2 separate regions of the Sus scrofa genome follow, and region 1 is linked to region 2. A link is a contact called in public HiChIP or PLAC-seq data. All regions are on one chromosome and are shown on one strand. The core of a region is the stretch at or near the end of the contact, and the rest is flanking DNA. Distances in the headings are between cores, read along the strand shown.

What was found. HiChIP or PLAC-seq counts read pairs in DNA pulled down with a chosen protein or histone mark.
Region 1: a contact with region 2 is called in an H3K27ac HiChIP or PLAC-seq map of alveolar macrophages. The contact joins the enhancer-like site here to the promoter of TNIK in region 2. A contact is called at or near these places in 7 of 47 Hi-C or Micro-C datasets (alveolar macrophages, embryonic fibroblasts, fetal heart ventricle and 2 more) and 2 of 2 datasets of contacts at active chromatin or transcription factors (alveolar macrophages and skeletal muscle).

What each region holds. Positions count from the first base shown.
Region 1 is chr13:110,127,108-110,129,807 of Sscrofa11.1, reverse strand. All of the region lies in intron 5 of LOC106507999 (a long non-coding RNA gene), which reads right to left. Among named protein-coding and RNA genes, the nearest start is that of TNIK, 76 kb to the right of the region's middle. Within about 2 kb of position 1,252, at least 10 of the 83 cell types and tissues checked have an H3K27ac peak or open chromatin away from gene starts, as enhancers often do. A contact at or near this core is called in alveolar macrophages and skeletal muscle, where this site is marked.
Region 2 is chr13:110,051,015-110,053,714 of Sscrofa11.1, reverse strand. TNIK (TRAF2 and NCK-interacting protein kinase) reads left to right here and starts at 1,370. Exons shown (of 30, transcript XM_021071173.1): 1 at 1,370-1,856. The coding sequence starts at 1,800. LOC106507999 (a long non-coding RNA gene) reads right to left here and starts at 1,239. Exons shown (of 6, transcript XR_002338109.1): 1 at 626-1,239.

The DNA.
Region 1 (2,700 bases), core at 3-2,502, 76 kb before region 2:
TAAAAATCCCAAACACAATTCCAAAAGTTCTTAAGAAATTAAAAAGTCAACCCCAAAAATAAATTCTAATTTGAACTACAGACATTGGGTGATTATATCATGTCAATGTAGGTTCATAAATTATAGCCAATGCACTTCTCTTGTGGAAGTGTTGATAACATGTGGGGGCAGAGGGTTTATGGAAAATCTTTGTACCTTCACCTAAAGTTTGCTGTGAATCTAAAACTTATCTAAAATACAGTCTTGTTTTTAATTGAAGTATCATTGATTTACAATGTTGTGTTAGTTTCAGGTATATAGCAAAATGATTGAGTTATACATATATATCTATTCTTTTTCAAATTCCTTTCCATCATAGGTTATTAGAAGATATTGAATATAGTTCCCTGTGCTATACAGTAAGTCCTTGACATTTATCTAATTTATATAACAGTAGTATGTATCTGCTAATCCCAAACTCCTAATTTATCCCTCCCCTTTTCCCTTTTCCTAACCATAAGTTTGTTTTCTATGTCTGTGAGTCTATTTCTGTTTTGTAAATAAGTTCATTTGTATCATTTTTTTAAGATTCTACAGATAAGTGATATCATATCATATTTGTCTTGTCTGACTTAATTTCACTTAGCGTGATGATCTCTAGGTCCATCCATGTTGCTGCAAATGGCATTATTTCATTCTTTTTACATCAAAAAAAAAAAAGTCTTTTAAAAAGTCTGACAGAAATGCTCTAATTGTGTTTGTGAAAGAAGGAATCACTGCATTTTGTGCCAGGAGGAGAGCAGGCCAGCTGGGCCAGGGCAGCTGTGGCTCTTCGGGGCTGGAGCTGGGGAGATAGCTTTGTGTTTTGTGAAAGGCAGCCAGAGGACTAGAATGGGTACCAGCTGGGGACCGGACTCTGATAGCACCTAGTGAGACATATTCTGTTGCTCTTCCCACACAGTTCAGATGCAGGTGAACTCCTGGGAAAGAGCCTCCAGGTTAGACTCTTGTTACAGGAAGTGCCCAGTGAAGTGCCCAGTACTCTTGCCCATGATCATGGTGAGGTGAACTATGGTTTTTTCTTTTTAAGAAAACACCCTGAAGTGGGACTGAGTAGCAATCTTATAGGAGTAGGCTGTTGATGGCAGGGGAGGGGTGCTGACAGTTTACTGCCCTGCCTTGGTAATCAGACAAGCCTGGTTTGAAATCTTAATCTCATCACCTGGCTAACTGACCTTGGGCAAGTTACCTAACTTCTGACCCTTAGCTTCTCATCTGTCAAGTGATAAAAATAGGACCTGACTCAAGGGCTGATGTGGGCTCTAGGGAAAGAGTGTGTATATAAGGCACTTTATAATGCTTGGTTAACAATGGCTAATTTTTTTTATTTATTTTTTTTGAATCAGAGACTCTAACTCTTTCCACCCTTTGCTTTTGTCCTTCAGAACAGAAAGGAAAAATTTCTGCCTGTTACTTCCAATTCCTGACATTTCATTAGCTTCCACAGCAGATTTCCTAGTGGAGATTTTCTTCCTTGTTCTCACAAAGATCCAGGATTAAATTGGGGAAGGGTTAGTGATGAAATTGTTCTTCTTTTCTAAAGGTCAGAAGCTAAGTTCATGTTTCTCTTACTGGTTTCTCTCTGACTCATCCCAGTGCCTAAAGCAAATTCTATATTTCCGGTCTCATTTTATTTGTCAGAAAAATGGGCTTTATTTAATGATTTTCTCTCCTTGCCTTTCTGTTTGGGGACATTCTATAAACTGCATGTGAATGTTTTGCTTCCAATTCCCTCTTTCAGGAGATGTTTTAGATTCCTTTCCAGTAAAATAAGAAATGGGGGAGGTGTTTCTCCAGTAGTGGCATCAGAGAACAATAACACACAGCCATGCTTCTCAGCTTGGTGTGATTTTGCCCCAGGGGACTTTTGGCTATGTCTGGGGACATTTTGGGTTGTCTCACAACTGGGGGCCCCAGTTGCTACTGGATGTTGGGGGGTAGAGGCCAGAGATGCTGCTAACCATCCTACAATGCACAGGATAGCACACCACGAAGAATCATCTGGCCCAAATGCCAATAGTACCAAAGTTGAGAACCCTTTCCATCGAAGTCTCTATATGTTAACTTTTTCTTTTTACACTGCCATCCTTGAACTCAGTTTTCTTTACCTCCCTAATCAAACCTCCTTCCCTCTCTCCTACCCATCTTGCTATTCCTTCCCCTTCTAGAACTAAGTCTTTTTTCATTCTCTCTCTCTCTTTTTTTCTTTTTTGGCTGCACCAGGGCATATTGAAGTTCCCAGGCCAGTGATCAAATCCCTTTCTGGGACCTACACCACAGCTGCAGCAATGCCAGATCCTTAACGCACTGCACTGGGCCAGGGATCGAACCTGCGCCTCCACAGAGACAAGCCAGATCATTAATCCACTGCACTATACCGGCAACTCTCTATCTTCTGCCCTATCGTTGTTTGCTGCTTCCTAATCCTCCAAAGCTCCCAGTCCTTGGGCAGTATTTATAAAGTTGCTTTTCCACCTTGGTCACTAATTCACTATGTGCCCTTGCACGTCATTCCACTTCTATGGGTCTCAGCTACCTCCCTGTACATAGACACAGGACTGAATGACCTAAGGCTCCAATCTGTGACCAACAATTGTCTTGCTATTTCAAAAGCCTAATAGTCTTACTAGAAAATCTTAGTGTGAGAGAGGGTCCGTATTT
Region 2 (2,700 bases), core at 121-2,620:
ATGTTGTGATCACTGAGATGTTGGAACAATTTTCAAGTTTCATCATATGCACAATGCATATTAATAAACACAAGATTATTAACAAAAACAGCAGAGCGCATACCGAACGTTTGAAAATCTGATATCTGCAGTCTTGATGAACTAACTGCATTGGCTCCCATTCATTCATCTAAAAGCTTATTCTGAAGCTGATATTCACACTACTCGATTTAAAAACCCTCAGGGCATTTGGCTAGAAGAAAATTCTCTTCTTAAAGGAGGTGGAGAAAATGCTTTCAAAGCTACCGCTGTATTGGGGGAAAAGTTCAATTTTAGCATTTCATCCTATGGATTTCGCGTGGACAAGGCCAGAGAGGAAGGGCTGTGCGAGGGGACTGGGGGAAATGACTTCACACTCCAGATTACAGAATATCATGTTTACCACTGTAAACGTTCAGCCTTTAGAGGAGAAAGAGGGTGGAGGGGAATCGCTCTCAGCCGTAGGTCTTCTGTGTTACATCTTAGCCGACAGCCAAACTTTCTCTATCAGTCTGGGTAGGTCAGCAGCGGAAAAGCCTCCTGAAAGGAAAATGCTGGGTGCTAAGGCGGCGCGTGCTGCCTTAGCCAGTGTTGGCTTCGGAGTTACCTGAAGCAGTCAAGTCACTGCACCCGGAGAAAAATTCTCGTTTCAATTCGGTCGTTTCCGTGCGGGAATTGCGGCATGGGTAGGTTCTGGGTGTGGCGAGGCCCAAAGGAAGCTCAGATCTGCTAGCTTTCCCGCTTCTGGCAAACCTTCCTAACCCTGAGGCGGCGAGTGACCTGCCCTCGATAACTGCCCTCCGGGATCCCGGGGGCCCTGGCGGTCTCGACCCAGCGGCAGTTGCAATTTGGAGAAGCCCGGGGCTGGGCGCCCTGCGAGAGTGCGCGTCTCCCCGATTTGTTCCGCGGCTGGAGGCGGATCCTCTTCCCTCCACACAAGTCCTTATATGCACCGGTTGCACCAGCCCGCGCTACTCCAACCCCACAAATAATTAATGGGGGAGGGAGGGCATCGCTCTTTTCTTTTTTCCCTTCTGGATTTTTTTTTTTCAGCGCTAAAGCAATTGAACCCTGCCGAGAACCCCTCAAAATGAGACTGAAGGGCCATTTTGCTGCAGCGCACGAACTGGACACACGAAAATAAAGCCCCCTTGTCCCTACGATAAGCGAGGCATGGTTCAGGAACAGCTTTTCAGAACCAGCCCGATTAGCCTGCAAATGCCTGGGCTGAAAGGGTGAGTGCCCCTCCCCCACCCACGTTGGTGCAGAGGGACCGGGTCAGGAAGCGCGGCCTCTCCCGAGTCGGAGACCACGCCTCCTCCACCTCCCCCACCCCCACCTCCTCCTTTACTCCTCCCAGGAAGCGGTGATAGACAGTTCTGTGTGGTTCTCCACGCCCCCCCCCACCCCAGCTGAGTGGAGGAGTTGATGTGTCTCATTATAACAGCCAATGCAGCCGCCATCCACGCACAAGCAAAGAAGCATGTCCCATTTAAATACACCCACGCAGCCCCAGCGCCCTTAGCCGATCAGGGCGCGCAGCCCACACGCACCGCGGCTCCGGGCTTGGAGATCCGTGCAGGTTGGGCTCCCGGACTAGTGGACCGACGCGCGGAAGATCGCGTTCAGGCGCTGTGGGGCCGGGGTGGGCGGGGGAGGCTGGGCCCCGGGCCTCTGGCTCCACACCCGCATGAGGACGCGAGTGAAATAGACCAAGGTGGAATTTCTAAGGGAGAAGCTTCGGGGTGGTTTTGGTCCATTTCTCCCGCGAAGAAGTCGACATGGCGAGCGACTCCCCGGCTCGCAGCCTGGATGAAATCGATCTCTCGGCTTTGAGGGTGAGCAGAACATGTTTTCCGATTTCTTTCCAGTGTTTTGGGTCACGGTGAATTGAATGGGCTCCGTGTGTGTACTGGGGCTGTGGCTGGTGGGCAGAGACGGGCGAATGCGACGCGAGGGAACCTGGGTTCTAATTTTGATTCGGGGATCTGCTGAGGTGTTCCTGGCTAGCCCCCCACGGCAGGGGCTGTACGGTTCGTGTCCACCTTCGGTGGTAGCCAAGGCGCTCCCAAGAACGCGTGGAGATTATGCCAGTTTCATCTTAGACCGGTGTAAGAGCATTAAAAGGAAAGGCTCGTGTGTGTGTGTGTGTGTGTGTGTGTGTGTGTGTACAAGCCCCGGACGGTCGTCTAGTGCCAAGGCTCTAGATCCCACTATCTCTTTCTGCAAAAAGAATAACAGCGTGAATAAAGGCACTGGCCCCTCACGTTTTTCGGCTACCTCCAAGATGACATTGTGAGCCTGGCTGTCCCCACGAAGCCGAACCTGCCGCTCCAAGGGGACAGCTATTGCTATGCTGGTTTTGTAGATGGCACCTGCCTCCCCTCTTCCCCCTTTTCTGCCATTGGTGCCCAGACTCCCTCTCAGCGCTATCCTAAATGCCGGTCTGCCACTCACCTTTATTTATGGTTTTAACTCAGCCCTGCCTATGCCTTCTGACTTTGTGGCTATGACATTTCAGTTTTATGGCTGAACTTAAGCAGGTGAAAGGGATGTGTTCTCTGCTTTGCCCCCATCAGACCGGAACTCCTAGGAGAGAGAGGGAGAGAGAGTGTGTGTGTGTGTGTTTTCTCCGTGTCTGTGGCCAGTCCTTTGTAAAGCACCTGTCTCCCCCCAGCTCCC